Regions from separate parts of the Mus musculus genome. Here region 1 is linked to region 2. Evidence: chromatin contacts called from public Hi-C data. All regions are on one chromosome and are shown on one strand. The core of a region is the stretch at or near the end of the contact, and the rest is flanking DNA. Distances in the headings are between cores, read along the strand shown.

Region 1 (6,306 bases), core at 433-2,932, 100 kb after region 2:
AAAGAAAGAACTCTGCCTGTAAGGTGGCTGCATGTATATATATTGCTGACTTTAAAACAACCATATATACATGTGCAGACACATTGGTGCCTTTAAGGCAGCAATACATACACATGCAGACACTTTGCTGCTCACAGGCCAGGCATCCTGTGGTGAGGTTGGAGGTTGTAAGTTTGTTCTTCAGTATCTTTTGGCCTATTCCTTTGAAATCATTAGAGATTCAAGATGCCGCAAACTGGACTAGAGAATCCCTACATAACACTCACCTAGCAGGTTTCCCCTTGGATCCATGAATATAATTGTAGGGCGTCAGTAAAAACAGGAGATTTTTACTATGTGGAGTGTGTGCAGCAGCCCTGAGTCAGTAGTATCACACTGTACCATCTACATAAAGATGGCATACAACTGTACTAAGTGACAACACATCCACACCAACGTGAGCAGGCAGCCCTGGAGATGGTAAAGTCACCTGGGTCTCCACTGACTCTGATAGACTGTGACACTGGTGTCCTTGGCCATCATGTATCTGTGTCCACCCCACAGGGTGTGTTGTTCCTAGGCAGAGCACAGTACGCGATGAAAACCACCCCTGACCTTCGGTGAAGGTTGCACGTAGATAAATGTCAAGGATGATAAGCACTGGGAGTCATCGGCAGAGGCAGGACAGGCCTGTGGTGAAGTGGGTGCTTGTGCACCCTGATGTGGGAGGAGCTCAGGGAAACCCTTCACACAGCTGGTTGCATGGAGGAGATCAGCATTGTCAGTGAACCTGTAAATAGGAGGGGATTCTGCAAGCCTGGGGTCTTGGGTATGTATGAGACAGTGGTCCAGCCTTGCTGGGTTCCAGGCTCCAATCTAGTGTCCATCACCTTCACCTAGTCCTCCTTGCTACTTATATCCTGTGACTATTCGAGTAATGGTCCCTGGGAAGTATGTGCTGTGGTTCCCACATGGAATGTGGTGTGGCTGAGTGACAGTGATTCGGCAATGTCCTGTGCTGCTGTCAGCGATGCCACTGTGGTAACAGTCCCACCATGCCCTTCTTGCTCCTTTGGTTCATTTTGTTTTGACTCTGTAAGCCAAACGTGCAGGTGTCATTTCTGGGCAATAGAATCGCTGCTTTTCCTTGGGTGGCCATCGTCTCTACCATGGGTAGCTCAGCCTGCCTGTAGGTATTCAGAAGAGCCACGGGAGCAACCAACGTGTGTCCAAGCATGTATAAGAAGGGGGTGAGGTGTGAGTGGAGTGGCAAATACAGATGTGGCAGGCATTCGAGTGAAGGTCGCCGGGGTCTGGGTTCCAGATGTTCTTGTTGCCATGTCTGATCACATATGCCAGGAGGCCCTGCAGAGAAATGAGAATGTGTGCTTGCCTCATGCACACTCCCTCACCCCCGTTAGCCCATGGATCATCTGGGAACAAGCTTGCTATGATCACAGTGTAGAGTGCTGTGCCCTAGGCGTCACAGGCCCTCTGAGAACCTGGGGAAACCACAGGTTCCACAGGCATTCCCCAGGACACCAGAAGCCCCTTCTGTTCCCCACTGGGGGTTCCCAGTGGGGACAGGGAAGGAGCCATGTCCTGACTCCTTGGGGACACACACTGCCCTTGGGATAGGGAATAGGGTGCTCTTGTTTCTCTTCTGCAGGACCCTCATTGGCATTCCATGCACATTCACCTCATTTTATTCTAATCTGCATTTCTTGACAAAGGAAGCGGATTTTTTTTCCCTCTTAAATGCAAAAGTGCACAGGCCTGAGAAAAGACTGTTGACTTGTCAGGACTCCTAATTTGTGTTTGAAAAGGAAAATCTGCATGAAATTGCATTAAATATCTGGGGCCCCATCTCGCTTTTCCGTGTTCAGCTCCTTCACAGCCCTCATGAGTGGTAAGCAGACTAGACAGAAGTTGAGGTTCCCAGCAGCCTGTCCATTCCTGGGCTCAGGGAGCAGATATTCAGCTCTGACTTCACAAACCTGAGGCTAACAGCTCTTCACCTCCCGCCTCCACTGCTCTACACGGCAAAGAAAACTGCACCAACATTCGTCCCACTGTACTTGCCGTTTGCACAAATATGAACTTACAGTGAATACCTTTCTCTCCTGAACCACCGCCGAGAGCACCAAGCTCACATGGGCCTTTCATGCTCCCCTGTGATTCGGAGGCAGAGAGCAACTATATGATGTAGCAGTTGCCATAGTAACAAATTCAATTTTTATTCAATATCAAAGTAAATAGTCACGTAAAATGAAGTAAGTTGCATCAGACGGTGGCTACCCGCTCTTCTCTCTTTCCTAACAATTTCATATGCTTTTTTGAAAAAAAAAATTGCATAATGTATATTTCAACTGCAGTGACATGACTTACTGGCTACCTGGCCCAGGGTTGACAATGTTTGCCTTTCTCACCTTGAGAAGCAGAGGAACCACCCTGGCTAGTGTCTTCATGGGCAGGATGGCTCCTGGCTCCTGTGAGACCATGGAGCCTATGAGCTTGGGAGCAGAAGGTGATTTTCATTTAACAAGCTGAGGTCTGGAGAGGTGGCAAGCACTCAGTCTGTTCAGAAAGCCTCCTGTGGTGCTTCTAGCCAAAGGCACACAAGCTGACCTGCATCACCCACTCACACCCTGCTCATATCACCTACCTGCTGCACTCTGGTAAAGAGACCATCTTGCCCTATAACATATGGGAGTATGCCCGCTTGAGGGTCCACCTGTAAACTGGCAAGTGCTCTCCAACAGACAGATAGGTGTGTGCCTACCTAAACACTCCACCGCAACTGCTATACTTATGCTCCTTGTCAGCAGGTGTCACTGAAAGGCCACTGAACACAGAAGTCATCGAGGACCTTGGCCTAGCATGTCATTGTTACTTCTGCCCCTAGCAAAGCCAGACACTTCAATAACCATAAACACACATCAGTTCTCGCCTAGCTCATGTGGCCTACCAAGAGGAGCACAGTCTCCATGGCATAGAAAAAGTCCCTGCTTGCCTTTGTGATTAGAAAATAAAGACAAGAAAGCCTCACACTACAGCACGACCTGTCCCTCTACACTGCTTTTACTAGGACACCCAGGGGCCCAATGTAGCCACTCATGTCAGCCTCCTGGACTCTCATTCCAGCAGACTCTACCCTCTTAATTACAGAAGATAGGAACTTATTAGTAAACCGTGATATTCCATGTGTTCCTGCAAATTGCTCTCCTGCTCCATCTGTTCGGTCATGGCTGGCTCTGCTTACCCATTTCCAGGGTCTCCTACAACTGAAGGTCAATTTGACCTGTCTCCCAGAAACACAGTACTGTTTTCTGAGTATCAGGGTCCCAGCGATGCTAAGCAGAATACCACAACCTAGGTGAAGTTGCTCAGCAGAAAGCTACTCCCGCAGTCTTAGAAACTAGAATTTCAGTGTAGAGGGGCCCATCTTGCTCTGACATATTTAGGGAAAACCCACTTTGGGTAATTTGCACTCTAATGATCCCCTTGTAATGCTTAACCTTGATATCCACATTGACTAGACTGAAAGACTCCTACGAGATTTGTAAGGCACATCTCTCAGCATGCTCTTGAGGGTATTTCCAGGGGGGCTTAGATTATGAGGGCTGTGACCTAATCCGTGGATGATTGATCAATCCACTGATAAAGTCAAATCTGAATGGAGTATTGAGAAGAGCTGGAACTGTGGAAGGTCGGTCCTGGAAGAAGGAAATAGGGGTAACTGGCTCTTTCCTGTAATTCATTAAGTGAAGAGCAGCCTTGGATGGTCAGCCTTACTCCAGGCGAGCCTGTGACCATGACTTGACCTTCTAGAAACCATGAGCCTAAGGAAGCTCCTCTCTCTTTATGTTGTTTACATTGGGCATTTTGTAAAAGCTATGAGAAAAGTAATTAATATAGCACTCCTTAGCTTGTGGATGCATATCCACAAGCTCTGCCTCCCTACATTGCAATGTGGGTATCTGTGTATCTGTATCCTTTCTTATTAAGAAAACTCTATGTTGGATTTAGGGTATAGCCTACCCTATATGACTTTATTGTAATATGATTACACCTGCCAAAGTCCTGCTTCCACACAAGTTTAGGTAGAAGGGTTAGAGCATTTTTTTTTTGAAAAGATATTAATCAACCCATAGTACGCAGGAGTCAGAGATGCCCCAGTCCTGTCTAGAAATGACAGTGTCAGTGGCTGGTTGGCCTACAGCTGAACATTTCTCCCATGTGAATGTGGTATGCTTAAGTTTCTTAAGTGGCTCTAAACTCAAGTTGTGTCTCATTTCTCCAACATGTCATTCTCTAACAAACATATACCTGTTACAGACCTAACCATCTGTCCCATTGACTCTAAACATTTTAAAGCTCCACCATCAGAGTACATATGAAAAAATAAGATGAAATATAAAGAAAGTTATAAGAATGGGAAGGGGAGAGAAGAGGGAGGGTGAGAAATAGGGAGCAGGGGAGAAACAACAGAAATTCTATTTGACGATGCCAAAATAAATCCCAATTCTTTATAAGCCGATAACATTTTTAAATGATAATTAATTGAAATTATGTGTTTCTGTGATTTACTTTAAACTATTAGAAGTCTGTGAGTAAAGTATTTTAGTATCTTTCTCATTCTTACCAAAGACAGGTATAAGTGGTGACAGTTTCAGCCCTGTATCTAGAAGGTGGCCTAAGCAGCAGATACTCACCCTTGCCTAAGTCTAGAGGCTGAAATCTAATATTGAGGTACATACAGAGGTTCCTATAAGTTCCCTGAGGCCTCTCTCCTTGCTCATAGATGACATTGTCCCCATGTCCTCTAATGGCAATCACTTTATAAGAGTCCTAATCCCTTCTTTTAAGAGCTCACCCCATTTTACCATAATGCCCTCTAGAAGACCTTCTCTACAAAATACAGCTACACTCTGAGATGCTTTCCCGTCAGAGATTCACAAGCAGGTTTTGGAGGAACATAATTCAGTCATCATACTGGCCACGGTCACTGGTAACCTAGTACTGTCTTTTATCTACTACTTCATAGCCATGAATCGGTAACAGTAAGAGAAAAGCTGTATCACAATGCCACCAGGTGAGGTGTGGCTCCTAGTGACATTGTATTGCTGTAAAGAGTACCTTCCATGAGCAGGGACAGGTAGGACTACGTGAATAGGTCCCTCCTTGGTCAACCTTTAGTGGAGACATGTGACAGTATCCCTGCCTCTCGCACCTGAAGCAGTCAGCTTGCCCTGGTAGAGACATAAAGGCTCTACAAATTGTGTTGAGATTTTACTTTTTGGAGCAACGGTTGTCTGTTCCTTTCAGTTTATTGGAGGCCTTTTCATTTGGGTGTTGCAGGTAGAGTAATGAATTTACTTGAAAAATGTCAGCAGTGCTTATGAGGCCACGTTCTGCAGCAACATTATTAAGCTGCTAATTTCCAGATCTTCCCTAAGTGAATGCAAACAAATTCTGGTCCTCAAAGCCCTGCTAATATACAATGTTCAATTTTTAATTTCCAGTCCATCTTAGATTATGGGAGTGAAAAACAATATTTAATCCCTCGTTAACACATGAATGAGCGGAAGCTGTCACTTTCAACCAGACAATACCAGGGGTTATCTCAAGAACTGTCAGTTTATGTGAAAACATTATGTTGCCCAAATTTTCATAAAAATTAGTAATGGATAATATTCAAGATCAGAGCAATAGAAAGAGAAAAATCTGCATTCATGGTAATAAATATTCATATTTGTCTGCTTGAGAGATGAAAATCTAATCAAGGGGCTATTGATGCACTGTTATTTTTTTTTTCAACCAAGACGTTTCATCTAAATTGGGTTTGATATGGAAATCAGTTTTAGTCAAAGTCCTCCAGCCTTAGCCCATGGGCTGCCCAGGCGATATCCTGTATGGATCCAGCCCTGGTGCATACACTGAACCACAATTAGGGTGACAATACCCTCTCTGCATGCGAGCCCCCAGAGGTTCATCTGATGGAGTCTTTTGGAGCCTCCTCCCCACTGTAAAGGAAAAGAAAAACAACAGTGTAATTTCATGCCAGCTAACTCCTAGCTATTGCAGGGTTAAAATTGTCCATGTTTTTGCTTTTGTTGACAATTACCATAAATCAGAAGACACACACTCTGCATGAAGCTTTATGAAATATGTATGATTTTGAAGAGGAAAGATGGTGGCTGCTGGATGTAGCCCTGCGTGCATATGCTCATGTGTGCATAAGTGCCCATGTGTAGGACACATGTGTGCATGTGTGCATGTGAGTGCCCATGTGTAGGACATATGTGTGCATGTGTGCATGTGTGC
Region 2 (6,907 bases), core at 922-3,421:
CCTCACTTAGACATGTAGGAACTCAAGACATCCTGTCCCAGGTCAGTCACTAGATTTCTGGGGCCTAACAGCCATAGTTTCCCTCAGTTCTCCTGCCCCAGTGGCCCTGACTCTAAGGAAGACATGAGGAGGTGGAGCCAATGCAAACACAATTCTAAGTCTTGGGGTGAGGGGTGTGTGTGAGCAAGACTCTCAGGTCAGCCCAGACATTTTCTTTCTACCAATCATGCTGGTTTTGACAGTTTCTGATAGTGATGTCAGCTCAGGTAATGACAGCAAGAGACCCCATGCTTGGTTGGATATCATGACATCATCCCACGGGGCTTGTGAATGTCCAACCGTATGGTTTTGAAGTCACCTGTAACCTAACCATGGCTCCATTTAGCACTTTTTTTCTACAGTGGTGCATTTTCAGTAGAAACTGGAGTTTTGAATATGAATGTTTTTTCCTCTACTGGTAATACATAGTGTTCTCTCTTAGGGCTGAGTATAGTGGCCACAGCACCCTTTGGGTGCTATGATCCCAAGAGTAAGCAATCACTACTGCTCAGGCCACTGCTGAGTCATCAACATTACAGTTAGATGCATCTGTTCAGTTCAGCACAGGACCGTTTCCATCCATTTGTCTAAATAAAATCCCATTATGAGTTAAACATCTGTGTTGTTACAGCTGTGGTCGTGGGTTTCCCAGAGATCCTGGACTCTTTAGCAGTAAATAAGTAGGTTTTCTTTCCCACTGTGCTTTGAGCTCAAGGTTGCTAAGGGCTCCACGGGCAAGCAGCACCTGGCTAAGAGGGCCATCGGGTCCAGATGAGGATTTATATCCCCGGAGGGCACTGCACATGCAGAGGTGGGCTTCATGCTCCATGTTGGGAGGTGTGGCCTGTAAGCCAACAGGGTGGAGGTTTCCAATTGGGAATTAGAGTGAATTCTGTCCTAGAGGTTTTCAAAGAGAGGGATCAGAGAAAGTTAGACCAGAAAAGTAGGCTGGGTTCAACGACTGACCCCAGAAGGCTGAGCTAGCACCAAACCTGTGGTACCCAACCAATTTACTGCAGAAAATTTTGGGATGGAATGGGTAGTTTCGGATGAGAAAGGCAATGAGAAGGGAGAAATCATGCATCCTACAGTGGCAGCCATGTGGGTCATCTTTCACCATTGTACATGGGTGTAGCTTTGACCTGGGAGCTTGGATCTATCTAGAGCTCCCCAAGTACTAATTAGGGATCTTTGACCTGATGGACAGGGGCCACCTTGGAAGCCTAGTGGATAATACCCATGTGCCAACTACCACTGTGCCCTGTCTACCATCTGTGGTATAGGTCAGAAAGACCTGAAGTCTCTGGCAGACTCTTCATGAGCAGATTTGAAAAGTACAGCAATAAGGTTCTATGATCTCTGGCTGTGGGTGTCCCAGCCACGGTACAGGTCCCAGTCCCATTTGATCATGATACAGAGACCCGATTCTGTCTCTAAAAACCTGTTTAACTTTGTAAGAATTGTGGGAATGAGGAATCACCTAGGTTTATGCATGCAAATCACCCAGATAATGATAAAATGATATTAACCTGCAATGAGTCATGGGAGAGTCTACAGCCTTTGGACAGACTATCCAAAGTCTATCAGACTTAGTTCTGCCGGGCTTCACCTCAAGTTTTGTTGGTATCCAGCTAAGGAATTAAGCTCCTGTCTGTCAGCTGATACATCTGGATGTCATCTTACATTGCATACCAGCCTCTCAAAGGAACCATGCCAACCAGGGTAGGCTGTCATCTCACAGATTTCATGGGCACACAGGTTTCATTGTCTCTGGCATTTTACTTATAAATTTATGTCTAGGGAAATAGCTCAGTAGCAGGGAGACCAATTCTGCACTGTTCCCTAAATAGACACTTACACCACATGAAACCATGAAATCTAAGTAATAATAAACACACAGAGCCTGCCGACCTCCTCCTGCCCTGCAGCCTAGCTTCCATCTAAATTGCTATCTGCAGCCAAGATGGGTCAGCGTGGAGGAGCTTGGCAAATGGAACTGAAAGAAAACTGCCTTGTTCAAATGCGGCATCCTTGAGCCTCCCATTACCTGCCAGTCACAGCTGCTACCTCCATCACAAAGAGAACAGAGTACAAAAATAAGACCCAGACAATGGGACCTGAAGAGAGGGGCAAATCCCACTCAGGCCTGAACGTCTGCTGTGTGAGCTAATCCCATGGCTGATCTGGCCTGCTCCTTCCCAGGGCCAGGTTTCTGATCCCGTGTCAATTACTACACAAAGCTGCCCTCCACGAGGCAGATCCTTTTAAGTATTTTAGTTTTTGTTCAATATTTTATATCTGCTTCTAACCCTCACTGCCAATATTTAGCTGATCCACTGAGCAGGAAATGTGTGTGTGTAGCTGCTTGAGGCTCCTAGTATTCACATGTGTCTGTGTAGTAGGGCTTTATCTCCTTTAAGAAATGTCATTTGTTCCCATAGACCTCTAGACAGATGAGACACCTGTCAACCCCATGTGTTCCAGGTAGGCTGTGGGGAGAGGTAGGGTGTGGGTAGGATCAGATGTACAGTGCCTCTGAGAATAGAAACCATCCTAGTACAGCATGCTGGTGAGTACCTCTAGCTGCAGTGTTTTGAACAGTGAGGATGGGTTTAGATACTAAATATACCTGGTACCACAGGGCAGGTGAGAATATGGTTAGTAGTGTTACCATTCTGTCTGGTTGTCTAGGAACTAGCTACGGAGCTGGCATCTACCTGCCTGTCCTGTGGGGTTCCCTAATAAGGGTCCAATAAGTTAGATAATCAGCCAGGACCTCCTCAGAACAGAGCTGCATTTTTTTAAATCGTGCCTCCCCCTATGACTGAGACGTGGGAACATGGGCCAAATTTTCCTTGGCACTTGGCACCACAACCCTCTGCTGATCCACTCTGAGAAGGAAGCCTGATTCTAAGTGTGGTGAACACTAAGACACTGCCAGAGTCCATGGGACGTTGTGGACCGACCCCATGCTTTAAGAAATCTTTGATTTGTAAGTTCTGGGTTGCTTTTAAATGCAAAATCTGTAACTTTTTAAGTTGTACTATACGGGGGGACAGTATCTGAGAACTAACACCCAAGGTTATCATCTGACCTCCACACATTACACATATACCCCACAGACATATATGCACATGCACACACATGAACATACAAGCACACAAAGAATTCAGATGCATACCTTTCACTGAAAACCCTTAAACTACGGATCACTGTGGAATGGGAATATCAAGTGGGATGCTTTGGGGTGGGGGCAGGAGTTGGGGGGAGGATTGCTGATCTCTTCATGGAGCTTCTCAGAATCAACTGAAAAGTGTGGTTTGCCTGTATGGACCAGTCAGCTGAGATGCCACAGCTGTGAGGTCTGGGTCACACACAGGCAGAAGGAAGTGAACTTTCTGAGCTCTAGCTCCTTCTGACACTTGTAGATATGTTCTCTGAGGTGGAACAGAGGTGAGGAAGCATCTCGCAATTGGAGCCAAAGCATGTTCTAACTTGTGGACACACAGAGGCTGGGTGTTCCAGTCCCAGGGCCCCTTTACCCAGGAGTCAGAGGAGGAGTTGGTGATTTTCTGGTGGTTAGCAGCTCAAGATGGGCAGTGGAAGGCAACTCTGTAGCTGTCTTTTCTAAGTTGTTTGACAGTTTACAAATAGTGTAACAGCTACGGTTCTGGTTCGTGGCCCCTGTGTATAGCCCAGTATGTTTGATGCAATAGACTTCTGTTTATCAGTCGTAAGGCACTAGAACAAAGTCCCAGAATGATTTTTCACAGAAGCTCATTAGGAGACCATGTCTATATCTGGGCCTGTTGCTGCATGCGATCCTTTTCCTACAGTGGAAAAGGAGGTGGCAGGCTGTGCCAGCATCACTGCTCCGAGGATCAAGGCTGCTGACGTTATGGCTGTGAATCTTCCCCCCCCCCCCCCCATGTTTCTGCACATAGCCCAACTGGTACCCAGCCTGGAACTCCAGGAAGTATGTTGGGTTCCTGACTGAGCAGTAAACGACTCTTCTAACCTGCCCTGTGTAGTTTAAGGGCAGCACCATATGCTTGGCTGTGCTATTCAAAGCCGGAATCCACCTTCACAGCCACAAGCTTCAAGGACTTCATGTCCTCCATTCAAGGAATCTCACAGAAACTGATGGAATGAAAGCAGGAGGTTCTGTCTGATTCCTTCTGAAAAGGAAACCAGAGTCTAGTCACAGAAGACCTTAAGGATGCCGTGAGCTCAGAGCGTGGGAAAACAGGACCGCAGGAAAGAGGCCACTTTGTTCACAGTCTGTTCCCGATGCTCTACGCTGAAGGCAATGGGTGCTGCTGTATGGGAAACCTTCCCTATGTAGGGGCCCCTTGGCAAGAAGAGTGAAAAATGAGTCTGTGAGAGAGCTATGGTAACTTCCCTCCATTTCTCTACACCTTTCAAGATCTGACAGGGACAGATCCGAGTGCCCAGAGCCGAGGTTGGTGGATTCTGGCCCACTAACATTCACTTTGTTAGTTACAGTTCTGATAGTCTTTCTGGGCTGTTACAAAATGTACAACCTGGGCACGTTCAGCTATAGGCCTTCATTCCCTCACAGCCTGGCACAGGAGGACTAGGCCATAGTGCATGCTAACCACCTGCTGCTACCTCTTGCCTTCGCTCATCATTACTGATATCTTCTGTGGCATCTCCTTCCTGATGCCTGCTGTGCCCTAACAAAGCAAATACAGGCATTTAAAATTCTAGAAACCAAAGGATGTCAGCAAATCAGAGAACTGTGGCAGATATGGGTGAGGCGATTTTTTATTTTTATTTTTTTGCTTGGGAGAAGCATGTCTGAAAAGAAGCACTTGGTATTGGCCAAGCAGTGGGAAAGAGGTCTGTAAATGTTCAAGGATTTTTCTTTATGCTTTTGAATCAATTTTTATTAAAATGGGACATTCTCATGTATTAATTAAGAAGAATAGGTTATAACGTAGCTTTGTGTGTTGGACCCAGCCTTGAACGTAGGTAACTTTGGTAGAATTAGAGATTTTTTTTTCTCCTTTTGCTTCTGAGTCTCTTCCATCGGTAGAAATTACTTACTAAACATTTAAAATTTCTGTATAACGATTATATTTAAAAACTAATAATAATATACATGCTTATAGCTAACTCTGACCTTGTTTATTGTTGGGATATTGAGGATTTTCAGAACAGAAATCCAAGAAGTGAGAATTGCGTCAGGGCAGTGGGGGAAAGCTAATTTCCCTTCAAGCCACCATTGTGTCAGCTGGTAGGGAAGCTTCCTTAAGAGCTATCCCTGGAAAAGAGGAGTGAAGAAGCTGAAGAAGGTGATGTCTATCTCTGCTGAACCAAGAGGGCAGCAAGGGGAAGGTTTACTGGGGGAATGAGTAGAAACCCCACCAAGCCTCCACTCACAGAGATCTGTGCTGACAGCATGCAGTTCTATGTGGCTTCCACCTACACAGCACAAAAATATCTGTGTTTGCTGTTCATACTTGGGTCCCTTTGTCTGTTTCTGCCATGATCTTTGATTTAGCCAAGTGGCTTTTGGATCTCATAAACCACATCAACAGTCACTATATCATGATGATTTTTACCCAGCAGTCCCAATTTATGTTTCTCTTTTTGTGTCCTTGTCTTCCATAAGTAGATGAGTATCATGTGACATTTAAGTAGAGCCGACTCCTAGACCTCAAGGGGACCAAGATCCTTAGATACTCAAACCCCTGGCACAAGACACTGCCATTTTCATAGAACCTTCTTGTCATCCTGTGTGTTTAGTTATACCAAATGCAATGCAAATACTCTGCAAATGGCCTAATTCTGTATAGCTTATGAAATTACAAGAGGAAGTCTGTACATGTTCAATACAGATGCATTTAAGAACAGCTGTTGTCGGATGGACCAGGCATGCAGGTGCTATGGTGTGGAATGCCACCCACATTTCTAATGTTGTCTAAAGGAAGCAGACTGGATGAAAGGCTGGTGTTGTCTTGAATAACAATACAAAGGACGCTAAGTGTGGAGCTGGCTGTTATACACCGTTGGGAGGGCAGAGCATCACTGGATACAACTTGGTCAACCCTTGCTAGGCAGAGAGATGGGTCCCAGCTCCAGGTGCCTCTGGAAGGAGGAGGCATGGTAAATGAACCTCTGAAATTAGTAGATAAGGAATTAACATATGGATGGTGACTTGGACTGGAGGCCTGTGAGGAGCAGTGTCCTGACTCCTGGAAGAGAAGGCTAAATAAAGTACAGAATTCTATGTGCGTGGGATTTCCATACCTAGGCCAAACAGGCTGAGACTGTGGCAGTAAGACAGGCCTGTGCCAGGAATGCTGAAGCTGTAGCGGGATGAGCAGTATTGTTGAGAACAATGAGACGAGGACTTCTTTCTCCAAAGCTCACTTCCTCTGAACCTTGATACCTGGTTTGGCTTGTGGGTCTTAGATATAATAGGCCCTTAAAATAAACTACTTATTTTTCTATTTAATAATACTCATGTTTTAAACCTTTTACAAATTATTGAAGAAAAGAAATAATGGCATATATAAAGTGAGTCCAGGAATGGCAAGATGACTCAGGGGTTAAGTGCACTGACTGCTCTTCCAGAGATCCTGAGTTCAATTCCCGGCAACCACATGGTGGCTTACAGCCATCTGTACTGGGATCTGATGCACTCTTCTTGTGTGTCTGAAGACAGTTACAGTGTACTCGTATAAATAAAATAAATACATCTTTAACAACAACAACAAAACCATGTCACCATGTTTTATACCGTCTTCATTGCGTGTCCTGACACCACCTTCCCACTGCCTTTCTCACATTCCTTTTTTTACCCATAGAAGAATCTTGTCATAGGCTGACCCAGATGATA

Evidence for each region. A called contact is a pair of places that touch in the nucleus more often than the background predicts.
Region 1: a contact with region 2 is called in a Hi-C map of forebrain, with 2.7 times the contacts expected there. The contact joins two enhancer-like sites. A contact is called at or near these places in 4 of 484 Hi-C or Micro-C datasets (the N1E-115 cell line, forebrain, nephron progenitors and 1 more) and 1 of 115 datasets of contacts at active chromatin or transcription factors (astrocytes).

The regions. Positions count from the first base shown.
Region 1 is chr12:117,026,974-117,033,279 of GRCm38.p6, forward strand. All of the region lies in intron 12 of Ptprn2 (protein tyrosine phosphatase, receptor type, N polypeptide 2), which reads left to right. Among named protein-coding and RNA genes, the nearest start is that of Gm10421, 120 kb to the right of the region's middle. Within about 2 kb of position 1,683, at least 16 of the 459 cell types and tissues checked have an H3K27ac peak or open chromatin away from gene starts, as enhancers often do. A contact at or near this core is called in forebrain, where this site is marked.
Region 2 is chr12:116,925,155-116,932,061 of GRCm38.p6, forward strand. All of the region lies in intron 11 of Ptprn2 (protein tyrosine phosphatase, receptor type, N polypeptide 2), which reads left to right. Among named protein-coding and RNA genes, the nearest start is that of Gm31336, 170 kb to the left of the region's middle. Within about 2 kb of position 2,172, at least 8 of the 459 cell types and tissues checked have an H3K27ac peak or open chromatin away from gene starts, as enhancers often do. A contact at or near this core is called in forebrain, where this site is marked.